Regions from separate parts of the Cyprinus carpio genome. Here region 1 is linked to region 2. The links are chromatin contacts, called in public Hi-C maps. All regions are on one chromosome and are shown on one strand. The core of a region is the stretch at or near the end of the contact, and the rest is flanking DNA. Distances in the headings are between cores, read along the strand shown. Region 1 holds the start of LOC109100977 (zinc finger protein 503-like). Region 2 overlaps lrmda (leucine-rich melanocyte differentiation-associated protein).

The links. A called contact is a pair of places that touch in the nucleus more often than the background predicts.
Region 1: a Hi-C map of liver shows a contact between it and region 2, with 7 times the contacts expected there. The contact joins the promoter of LOC109100977 here to the enhancer-like site in region 2. A contact is called at or near these places in 4 of 8 Hi-C or Micro-C datasets (liver and skeletal muscle).

What each region holds. Positions count from the first base shown.
Region 1 is chrA13:8,964,868-8,968,283 of ASM1834038v1, reverse strand. LOC109100977 (zinc finger protein 503-like) reads right to left here and starts at 1,399. Exons shown (of 2, transcript XM_042768635.1): 1 at 746-1,399; 2 at 1-330. The coding sequence starts at 997.
Region 2 is chrA13:8,796,623-8,799,829 of ASM1834038v1, reverse strand. It overlaps lrmda (leucine-rich melanocyte differentiation-associated protein), which reads left to right. Exons shown (of 6, transcript XM_042768637.1): 3 at 760-886; 4 at 2,118-2,257. Among protein-coding and RNA genes, the nearest start is that of lrmda, 170 kb to the left of the region's middle. Within about 2 kb of position 1,614, at least 2 of the 8 cell types and tissues checked have an H3K27ac peak or open chromatin away from gene starts, as enhancers often do. A contact at or near this core is called in liver, where this site is marked.

The sequences.
Region 1 (3,416 bases), core at 150-2,649, 170 kb before region 2:
CATCGGGGAAGCCGAAGTGCTGGAATTCGGGCTGCCAGTCCTGGGAGTGAACGGCTGGCAGGTGGCGCTAGGCACACGGAAACCAGACTTCTCTCCGTTCGACACCCCAGAAGACGAGTCCTTCTTATCCCCGGGCTTTGAGTACGGCTTGAAGCTGGATTTGTCTTCCACACCGATGTCACTCAGTTTTAAAGGACCAGATTTCGACTCTTTCTCGTTAGATCCGTTTGATGTTACCGAGGAGAGTTTGGAGGAGGGCGGAGGGTCCGGTTTACCGATCTGAGAACATGTTTGCGCAAGAAGAGCCAGAGGACTTTTCTTGGCATCGAGCTGCGAGGATAGATAAAAATAAAAGATTTAGACATCAAATGTGTGCAAGCGCAATCACTGCAACGTATTTGTCAAAATACACAACAAATAAACTACATTAAAAGACTCTTCGCTTCTATTTGAACGTTTTAAGAGATTCGAGAATGTGCGCATCACGCAAAACGGGTTGAAATGGTAAATATCCTACGCCAAAAGCGCGTTTACGATGTTAGCTGAATTAGAGAGAAAAACTGGTCAAATTAAAATACGATGCTAGCTATAAGGCTTTATTAATTTTATTCTCTGTGCTCCGCTACATCCAATCCTAGACTGCAGTAATGTCCCGTCATTTCTCCGGGAAAAAGAGAACGCGGACTTGTATTGATAAAATACACGAACAGCTTAAAAACAAACAAACATCGAGTTCGCATCTTACCTCGATTGGACTGACCGGGGTGGATGGCAATGGCTGAAGATATTCAGGGTGTAAAATGTGTCCTGTGCGTGCAGTAAGCATTTTCAAAATCTTTATGGGAAGTCGGTTAGCTTGCCGTAAAGGGTCCGAAGGAGGGACGAAATGGAGAAAAGGCTTGCTGACGACCGCGGAGTTGTTATTCCGAGAGCTGCTGCTGCTTTCCCAGACTAAATCAGTATCACGATTTCTTGAAGCAGAGGGCGATGTGATCATGACCCAATTCTCATGTATTTTGTTGGTAATTCATTTATCAGATTCATAAATAAAAACGACGCCGTAATCTTCTTTCAAATAGCAGAAATAAAGATAAATAGTATAATCCGTGTGGAGCAGAGCGCAAGGTTATCGCAGATCCGGAGCCGCGTGTGACACCGTAAGCATAGCGCGCGTTCTGTCTCTTCCCGTAGGTCCGCGCGCTTGTCCTCCCAAACCAAGAACTGGTAGAATTTTTCACTTCAAAAGCATCTGAATTAGTCCGAGATTAAAGCCCTTGCCGCCTTCCAATCAAATGGGACCCCGAGGTGATTGGAGGGTCAAGGGGATGTGACGTTCCTCCTTCTGCAAGAGCCTCTATTTTGACAACTTGGGGGAGGAGATTTTGCTCAACATGTAGGTTGTCGTACACGCCGCTGCCTGTGTCCAAAAATTTGATCTAAAATGCTCTTTATTCATTTTTACGAGCAGATTGCCTTGGAGTTGCCATCTTTTTAAAATATAAACTAAGTGTGAAATAATTCCCTCCCATAGCTTTATTCTTCGTCTGATTTTTAATAAGAGTAAGCCTAGCTTTTTATTGATTATAATTAACACCACCAACAAAACCAGAAATAAAACATCAACGTTTTTTGGATTCTTTTTATTATTATTATTATTATTATTATTATTATAGGCTATACACCCCTTTGTATGAGGGACTACATTTTATGAACCAAATAGCCTTTTGATTTAATACTTTGTTCTTTTTTTGTATAAAATGAAATGTAGTCTTCTTCCAAGATGCTGTGTGCATTTAGTGCATTTTTTTTTTTTTTTTACTGTTATGCGAGTGGGCTGAAAACATCAAACCAGAAACATAAGCTCAACTTGTAGTGTTTGAATTCCCCAATCAGACAGGCGTTGACAAGAGCAGACCAATGCAGTGATAGAGGGATGTGAATGTCACATGTTTTCAATATAATATACACCGCCCTTCTATTTCCATCCCACCCCTCCGTCAACTGTCAATTCTGCTCGACCGCAATCAATCAGTTATTTGTCAGTTGCTGTCAATCCCTTTCTTACTTCAAGTCAGCCTTTGAAGCTGATTGTGTGCCGCGAGTGACGGAGAAAAGGGCAAAAGCAGCATCCTGGAGAAGAGTCACTTATAATCTGAGGGGCATGTTGTTTCTATGCTTTATTCAGTTTGGAAAGGTTTTTGTTTAAAATCTCCGGTGAGACAAGAAACAGAAAATCAACCACTGGTCATTTAATACAGTTGCTAAGTAAAACAACCCAGTTTTTTAATTTCTGAAGAACTTTTGACGGCGTTTTCGGCCAATTTAAATATGAAAATGACAATTTTACTTATAATAACACAGGGCAAGTAATGTTTTATTTTTAGGCTATATTTAATTTTTTATTTTTGCTTAGGCTACTGTTTAGGCTATAAACTATAGGCTGAGCTTTCTCCCCCCAAATTAACCAAGCAATTGGATACTGTAACTACCTGTTGTCATATTTTACGTCTATTATCATTTGTTAGATTAGTTTTTAATTTTGTTTTAGGCTATTTTCTTCTGCAAGTGCATACTGAATTAAAAAGAAAAACATTTTCTGACTGCACAAGCAGTAAGACCCGTTTTAAACATGCTGGGACTAAGTTTCAGACAGATGTACATGATAGCTAGGCTACTTCAAATTACATTTTCCTTGTCTCACATGCAGTTTCAGGTTTTTCCGGATCCATGTTTTGCACAAATGTGAACTTCGCTGGTATCAGATCACCTCAGGCAAAACCCAACACAACTTGAACTTACTTGGAATGTTAAATGAAACGAGAATATAATAATAATAATAATAATAATAATAATAATAATAATAATAATAATAATAATAGCCTAATGATAATAAAAAAAGTCCAGACAATTTTTTTCATGTCAACTAAATTTTATTTACACACAATAAAATTAATACCAAAAGACACAAAAGAAAGAGAAATGGTCTGTCAGACCTTTGAGAAAAGAAGTTTAAAATGCCTTGAACTATTCACCGCTGAGACGGCTAATCAGTATCGAGGCTCCGGGGCAATCGGGCAGCTTTTCAATGCGCTTTGCCTTTCATCTCTCACTGGATGGAGGCGCTCAATTAAAAGCCTATCAGTTTGTAAGTAAATCAACGCCTATCAAAGTTGTCACATCAAACAAAACGATTATTATAGCAACCCTCAAACAAAATTAAACTCTTTCTGAGTAAATCAGACACACAGAAAAACAATAACAGCAAGAAAACCTGGAGTGGACAGTCATCAGCGTGAAAGAAATGTACATTTTGTTGGAGTATGTCAGACACATTGAAACAGATTACCCTGATCTATGACAAACAATACACTCTGCGGGTTTACCCTAATCCTAAAACGCGGTTTTATTTCGTACAC
Region 2 (3,207 bases), core at 365-2,864:
GGCTGGACACATTAACATTGTAGGTTGTCAGCCTTTACCATTTGAGGGATTAGAAACACACACCCTGGCTTTTATGCACCTTCCACGCCATGAACTTTGGAAGGCCCCAACATTACCCAGAGCACCACCCTCCATCATGTTTATGCCAGCGCAGGGCGGGGGGAAGACCCAAACGGAGGGAAAGTCCTTGGGGACCGTGTGCCTGCATGCACGAGTGTCAGTGGGGGATTAGGTGTCACAATGGGGAGTAAAGGGAGAAACATCAAACTTTTCCCACCGTAAAGCAGTTGTTTTTAACTGTAAGCGGCTCATCGGAGAAGTTCCGTTTGTGGCTAGGCATTATAGTTGTGCTGGGAAAATGATGGATGACGAGTTAAATTTGTGTTGGGGGAGTGAAGGTGAACTGTGACAGAGTTATTTATCTTGGGAATGGAGGGTTAGGGTCAGGCAAAGCTGGGTGCCTGAAGGCACAAGACATTGACAAATTCATCCCGCACACTGCATTTCTGAAGCCCTTTTGTTTTGAATCCTGGCTACTCACGAGTGACCCTCATCACTCACGCTGCCAGCGTGTGAAGCATGCCGCACCATGCCAGGGGATCTTAGCGCCACTAATTCTTATCATTCACTCTCCTGACAGTCCCAAGCCCAAACTATTCCGGCCTGTTAAAGGGCCCGCCTGAAATATTTATTTCTGCACATAATATCTGCCCAGGTTTAGGACCATATCATTTTTCCTCTCTTGCCTTATCATTGCAGGTCACTGAAAGGTCTGAAAGCATTCAGCCAACTGGAAGAGCTGATTGTGGACAACAATCTTCTTGGAAATGACCTCCGGTTGCCCAGGTTACCACGGCTCCATACCCTAACGCTCAATAAGAACCAAATATCCTTTTTCGAGCTTTGCTTTTCAGCTCTCACGCTTGACCAAAATGACAGGATACTCGGTGAGTTTCTTTGCAATGCAGTGCAGCATCGCCTTTTGCCACACTTTGTCTTTTTAAATGATGTTATTGTGTTAAATTGAGCTTCTGTCTAATGGGGTTGCTTTATAAACTCACTTGAGTTTGTGCCATGGTGACCTCTAGTGGAGGAGAGGCGAAACAAAATACCCAGCACAGTCCTATGACTGAAAGATAAAGCCCTGTTAGACATCTCTCTTAGAATCATATCATATGGTGACCCATATCATAGTTACAGTATATTAGTGCAAGGCCACATGACCAGAAAGCAGAGCAAACAGTTTATTAACCAATATTTGAACTCTTAAATTCCCCAGTGTAGCATTAGCTGTTTTAATAAGCTAACGTATCAGCTACCCCACGCCAAAAGTAAATCTTTGAAGCCAGACTGGAAGTTTCAGGTTTCCGTCCGTTGACAGTCGGCAATTACGTCACTACGACACGTTACATTTAGTTTGTGTGATGGGACTCAAAGAGAAATAAATGGCAAAAGTAAATGTGCTAGCCTGACGAAAATTTATGCTCTGCTGTTTGTCGCTGGATGCTATCTATCTACATAATAATGACACAGCCTCACCCTCTGTTCTCCAAACAGCTCTCCTCCGACAGAGTGTCAGCAGCTCCGACCCAAATTCTGCTGTGAAGTGGGCTGCACATGCTAATGGGCCAATTATTTACATCCTGTAGTGGCCTGCTGCCATTGAAATTCAAGTGCTGCATTAGTGTGGTTGTATTTTGACACGTTTCAGGCACCATTTTCCAATGAAGTGAATGTATTAGTGATGAATTTGCTGTGAAGTGGCTGTTTGTTTCCCTGTGCTGGGTGAAGGGGAGGGGGTGTCCATGGCTTAGGGAGTCACTAACTGTTTTTACCACAAGGCATCCATCATTTTGTCAATGTTTTTAATGTTCTGGACCAAGCCACCCAGGAAATGGGAAGAGGAATGGGAGAAGAGAACAGCCAAACTTGCAGCAAATGCCAAAATCTCACCCTTAAATTTACCCACTCTTTGTATTCTCAATGGCTATTGAGCTCTTTCGGAGGGTTTCGGTAAATTTGACAGAGTTCTTCTGGCTGGCCAGGCCAGCGGAGGGCACAGAGTAAATGCTAATGTAGTTTACAGCCTGCATTCCTTGACCTTTGCCCCGTGACACTTCACCGACATCGAGGCCCTGCTGGAGCATTTGGTGGAAGTGACGCCAGCGCTGGAATACCTGAGCCTTCTGGGAAATGAGGCCTGTCCCAACCAGCTGGTCAGCATGGATAAAGATGAAGACGACTATCAGAGATACAGGTCAGAACACTGTGTGTCTGCACTAATGAACATGCACAAGTGATTTTTGTCTCTATAATGTCTGTACCATACAGAGGTATCCAAAAGTCTGACAACGCCTTGGAAATCTGGTCTTTTAATCTTAGATAATTAATATTTAAACACTGAATTAGGAGTATTTTAATAAGAATAACATTTTAATTAGGAATAAATTCATGCTTTTGTTCAGCAAGGATGCATGAAATTGGACAAAAGGTTATAATAGGTAAGACATTTATAATGTTAGAACTGTTCGTTTGAATTTTCTGTTCATCAAAGAATCCTGAAAAACATTTGTGATTTCCACAGAAATATTAAGATTTCAACAAGAGTTCAACAAGAGTTCAACATTGATCATAAAAAGAAATGTTTCCACCACCATATCAACATATTAGAATGATTTCTAAAGGATCGTGTGACACTGAAGACTGGAGTAATGGCTGCTAAAAATACATCTTTGCCATTGCAGGAATAAATTACATTCTTATAGAATTAAAATAGAAAACAGCTGTTTTGAATTGTGATCAAATGTAAATAATTTAATGATTTAAAAAAAAAAAAAAAAACTTTCCTTCCCTTCCCTCCAATTCAAAAAATATTCTCACTAGTGGTCTCAGACCTTTGGGCCTCGCTGTATATGAATTTTTTTTTAGGTACTCATGTTTTGCTGAGATGTTTTTATTTCTTCTGGTAAAAAAGAGAAATACCCCAGGAGTGTGTAGTTTGGCAACTTTCAGTAATCTTTTATTTGGATGAACGGCTGTTGCAACACACCATAAATCACATTGCACAAGCAAAGACTGATTCTATAGGCTATAACCACACTCCTCTTAAAGCTACTCACCTCCATTTTCTTTTTTTTTTTGTTGACTTGCAAAATCGATTTCATGTGTGAATTGTGATAACCACAAATGATTGTTTGCTATCCTTTC